2 separate regions of the Zea mays genome follow, and region 1 is linked to region 2. A link is a contact called in public Hi-C data. All regions are on one chromosome and are shown on one strand. The core of a region is the stretch at or near the end of the contact, and the rest is flanking DNA. Distances in the headings are between cores, read along the strand shown.

Region 1 (2,700 bases), core at 130-2,629, 330 kb after region 2:
TTCCACCTGTTTATTGGACAATAAGCAAGAGAAACCTTGTGAGCAAACACGTGAAAACACAGAACTGGAAAACATGTATAAAGTGTCATAACCCCAACCAAACAAAGTGGTTTAGAAAACACATGGCAGAACACAAGGGTACTGCAAAGGGTATTATTTATTGCCCACATTTGTGGAAATGAAGATCGAGTGAAAAGAAATTACATTCTCATATTCTGCAAAACTAATTGTTTAACATACTATGATTTGCATGGAATAAATTATTGAAAGCATCAGATTTGCATTAATTCAATAGCTAGATTAATTAATGCAAGGGCAATAACAAAATAAGGCATGCCTATCATAGAGAGAAGCCCTGTTACCTGCTGTCATCATAGTTCCACCAGAGTATGGAGTTGGCCCAGCAATTTGCATTGGCCCGTAGGGGCTCCCCATTGGTATGGGACCACCATATCCATATGAATACGCAGAACCCCCAGGAAATTGCGGAATACCATAGCGTGTCACCGCAGGCCCATTAAACATTGAGGATCCATATGGGGGAGCGCCCCCACCAAGGTACATCGATGGTGGCGTCCCAGGGCCCATGTAACCCCCTGACGTGGGATAGTGAGGCGGGGTTTGCATGGCCTTCTGAATGGCAAGCAACAGCAGCACGACATAAATGCAAGCGGGCAAGCAAAAGTACCCACAGACACGCTCCATGAAAGCGACAAGCAAACAATCTACAGCAAGAATAAAGTGAGGCAAAACCATTATGTACCGTGTGATCTGCTGGCCTGGACTGGTTGCAGCTGCGCATGTTGCAAGTGGTGCGGAAGGCGAAGTTGACGTTCTTGCAGCTGGGGCAAACCCAGTCGTCCTCACGCCGGCTGCCTGAGAACACCGTTTATTGTCCCCCACCAATGGGAAATCCACTCAGATGCAGCTTAGATACGTAGGGTGCGACAAGAGACAACTTAGCGGCGGAGCCAGAGCGACCTACCGTCGGTGCGGGCGCGCTTCCCGGCGGACTGGCTGCGCCTGTCGACCTGCAAACCCATGCACTAATTCGTGAGACCTCGCTGGATGGGCGAGATCCAGAGGGGAATCGGTGAGCACAGCGCGGGGAGCTCAGATGACAAAGCTAACAATCTTTCAGCGCGACTGATGTGCGGCGACACCGACTCGAACCCTAATCGACCGGCGGAATCGAGGAGAACGAGGAGATGGGAGCGGTACCTGAGAAGACATAGCTGAAGGTGAACCGGTGGTGGCGGCGGCGGGCTAACGGCGCGGCGAGAAGCATGTGCTCCTTGCAGCGGGAGGGACAATCGCAGACGCCGCCGCGGCGACGGGCGGCGTGCGAAGCGAGCGGAGGGGGAATTCGGCAGACGAAGCAGTAGCTAGGGTTTTGTTGTGAATTGGCCTTCAAACTCAGATGTGCACAACAGTGACATCGCATTTTGATTTGCCTCAGCCGTCCGCGTCAGCGATGTACCTGACGACGACAACTCCTCGACTCGGACGACGAGGCCGGCCCAGACGAGGAGAACTTTAGGCCCAATCTGATACGTGGGCCCTTGCAAACTCGCGAGCAAAGACGTTCTCGCCCAGTACAGTTCATAGTTAAACTAGATACCCGAGAATTAAATAATGGTTCCATATGGATTAAACAGAATTGAAAAAATTAAAGAAAAAAATTAATTTATTAAGGATTAAAACACTCTTAATTCTGTTTAATCCACAAGGATTGAGAAGGAAACGAACATACTCTCGTGTTTTTAGAATCTAAGTATTGTGGGGAGCCATGTTTTCTAATCGTCCGATAAATAGCAATTAATCGACGATTAATCGGGTGATCGGAACCGCATACCCGATCGATCCTTCTCATCGACGCGATCATAGCGATTAGAAAGTTGATCATCTGACTAATCATCAATTAGTCATGATTAATCGGACGATTAGAACGTGGACGATCAATTTCTGAATTACTTTGGACCATCGACTTGCTTCACTTTTTTCTTGACTCGGCCAATTGGTCTCAGTCCAGCCCACGGTAGGTCGGTAGCTACTGCTGAAACCCTATCTCATCAATATCTCTCCCACATGCTCGTCAGTCGTCACAACTAGTGTTGGGAATTGGGCCAGGCCGGGCCAGCCTGACTCAATCTCATCGTGCTTCGTGTCAAACGGGTTTGGGCCAGGAAAGCCCAAATAACTTTTGGGTCATGCCGTGCCGGCCCGAAGTGTAAAAACAGTGGCCTAGCCCGGCCCTAAACCACGTCGTGCCTTTGTTGGGCCGTGTCGGCCCAAGCCCGGCCCGTATATTTGACCACATAAAATCAAAATATTACAACCATATAAAGTTCATAGCTTACTAAATTAAACATATTAAACAATTTTAGCATCATTTAACTGCATAAACTCCAAATATAACAACAATATAAAGTCGATATCTTACTAAATTAAAGAAATTAAACAGATTGGGCTTAATTGGGCCGTGCCGGCCTAAGCCCGGCCCATCTATGCGGGCCGTGCCGGGGACCCGACGGGCCAGAATTTGAGGCCCGGCCCAGGCCCGCCTTCGGGTCGTGCTAGCTCGGCCCATATTATTTTGTGTCGGGTCGTGCTTTGGGCTCCTGTTTTCGGGTCGTGCTCGTGCTAGCCCGAAAAGCCCGACCCATATTCCCACCACTAGTCACAACCCAACTGCCGCAT
Region 2 (2,700 bases), core at 118-2,617:
CCGACAGAGCTAATTTACCTTTGCAAATTGCTCCAGAAGGATAGCAGCTTCCTCCTCGGCAGCAATACGGGACTCAAGCACCTCCTGCAACTCCGAATCCACTGAATCGTAGTCAAGCTCAGCATCACGCAGCGCCGTCAACAGCCCATCCTTCTCCTTCTCGAGGGCAGCGAGGGAGTCGCTGATACTCTCTGCCCTCTCAAAGTCCTCAGCCTCGCAGGCCACCTCCAGCTCCCTCTCCAAATCCTTGTGCCTGGATGCCACGGAGGTCGCCTCCTCCGCCACCTTCCTCCGCCGGCCAGCCAGAAGCCTCCTCTTGGCAGCCACAGCAGCAGCCCTCTGCTGGATGGAGTCGAGCTTGCCCGAGATTTGAGATCTGAGGAGACCTAGCCTCTCCTTGACCCCCAAGGCTGCCACTCCAGCATCTTCATCCTCTTTCCCGTCATCGTCCTCCTTTGCCTCCTCCTCCTCCACACGCGGCGAATTGGTATCCACATCCACCGCCTCCACCACATGCGGTGAATTGGTATCAACATCCACCGCCTCCGCGTGCGCCTCGTAGCCGTTGACATGGACATCGAGTTGCCGATCAGGGAGCTGGTCGAGGGTACGAGTAGCGGCCGGATACGGCGAAGCGTCCAGGAAGGCTATAGTACTAGCGGAGATCGCAGCAGCAGCTGCGGAGGCGGGAACCGTGGCAGGAGGGGAAGGCGGCGCGGGTTGCGGCGAGCGGGCGTACCCGATGCGCACGGCCCTCTTCTTCTTGCGCAGCGACGAGGTGGACGGCTGCCGAGAGAGCCCCGGAGTAGGGGCTAGCGGCGCGGGGGCAAGTGCCGCGTGGCTCCGATCCTCGCCTTGCGGGAGCAGGGGCGGGGGTGTCTGCTCCAGCGAGAGCGGCTCCTGCGGCGGGGCGAAGAGGGTGAGATCGGAGAAGAGATCCTCGTCCAGCGGTGGTGGCACGGACGAGGCCGCGTCGGCGTCGTGGCGGGCGGCGGATGGCAGCTCAGGGACAGCGGCGGGGACAGGGACCGAGTCCTCGGCGGGGGCGGGGGCAGGGGCAGGGGCAGGGACCGAGTCCTCGGCGGCGGTGGGCTCTGGCGCGAAGAGGACCATGCCCTCGAAGAGCGAGCTGCCGTCTTCGCCGCCTCCCCACCCGTCGTCCCGGGACGCCATCGCCGCCGCCTGACCAATCGGTGGCGTTGGCTGACGGATCGGGAAGAGTGACGACTACAAAGGCGGGCGGTGGAGTGACTTGCTAGATTAGATCATGGATGGAGCCGGAGGAGGAGTAATCCGTGTGGTAATCGCCGAGAGTGATGATCTGGCACGGAACTGCCTCGGGATGAATAGGAATAGGGCCACAATGAAACACAGCTCCGGCGGATCCTCTAGACGTAGCTGCAGCTGGCCGGCTGATGTGTGGGACCGACCGTAACTGCAGAAGAAACCTTGGCTAGCTTGCGCAGTTAAAAAGCGACGATGCTATGCTGTAACATTCGGCCGGCTGTTAAATGAGGCTACGACTAGTTTCACACGTCAGCCGACTGGCTACAGCAATATCTGTGGACAGAGTAGGGATATGAATGGGTAAATACCAACCGGTTACTAATATCATATATCTATAACCACAACAAAAAAATAATCCTATTAGATCACTTATATATATAGGAAATTTGGATCTATACCATTAAAAGATCACCACTTTGGATCCATACCATTACTATCTCACTTACATGTGGGTCCACATGAGTCAATGACATATGGGGTCCATGGTATATATCTAAAGTTTGGATCTTTTAATGGTATAGATCCAATTGTTCCTATATATATTGGTGGGTCTGGATTTACTCTTATACTCTTAGGCCATGTTTGGCACAGTTTATTTTCAGCTTCTTCACAAATTTAAGCAGAAGTTCTGCCAAACAGACAGCTTCTGCAACGGCTTATCAGTTCGGCCGGTTCTCAAAATAAACTAAAAGCAGCCAACAAGCAGAAGCTGCTTTTTACCAGCTTATCAGATAAGTTTCTTTTTCAACAAGCAGCAGCTGTGCCAAACAGGACCGTACTCATGTGGGTATGGATCATGTCGAATCGTCCGTACCCATAAAGATTAAACATCTATCAAAATGATATATTATACAAATGTCAAGTATATCCATCTAAATACCATTACAAAATTTCTAATATCATTTAACCATTCATTCAACAACACAAAGATAATTTGATAAAGTAGCAACACTAGGATAGTACTACATAGCACATTACATGTTACATTACTTGGTCATCAAATAGTCGTTAATCCTTCTATGATACTATAACACAAAATATTGTTAAATAGTAAAAAAGATGTATGACTGAAGCCCAAGTTCATGCTTTTGTGCTAAGTTTATAATGAGTATTTTATACCCACGGGTTAACGTTGGGTGAGGGCGGTACGTTCTAATACCCGTTTACCCATTGAGTGAAGATTTTTGTCCAATAAGAGACGCACAAATAGAATATTTAGCCTATATACATACTCTAATGCAGTAAATACCTATCGGGTATCGGGTCGCAGGTACTCATTGCCATCTCTAGGACAGAGGCGGATCCAAAGGGGTTAAGTGGGCCATAGTTCCCCTCAATTTTGTACACCCTTTTATATCTAATGATTATTTAGTGTTAAGTATAGAAAAAATCAAAGTTTTAGATAGTATAAAG

Evidence for each region. Hi-C and Micro-C count contacts between places; a contact is called where the count stands out from the background.
Region 1: a Hi-C map of ear shows a contact between it and region 2, with 6 times the contacts expected there. The contact joins the promoter of LOC100272869 here to the promoter of LOC100383206 in region 2. A contact is called at or near these places in 2 of 25 Hi-C or Micro-C datasets (bundle sheath and ear).

Annotation. Positions count from the first base shown.
Region 1 is chr1:194,118,313-194,121,012 of Zm-B73-REFERENCE-NAM-5.0, forward strand. LOC100272869 (zn-finger, RanBP-type, containing protein) reads right to left here and starts at 1,380. Exons shown (of 11, transcript NM_001147322.1): 1 at 1,222-1,380; 2 at 986-1,031; 3 at 764-876; 4 at 363-633; 5 at 1-6. The coding sequence starts at 1,233.
Region 2 is chr1:193,792,058-193,794,757 of Zm-B73-REFERENCE-NAM-5.0, forward strand. LOC100383206 reads right to left here and starts at 1,368. Exons shown (of 3, transcript NM_001350290.1): 1 at 19-1,368. The coding sequence starts at 1,173.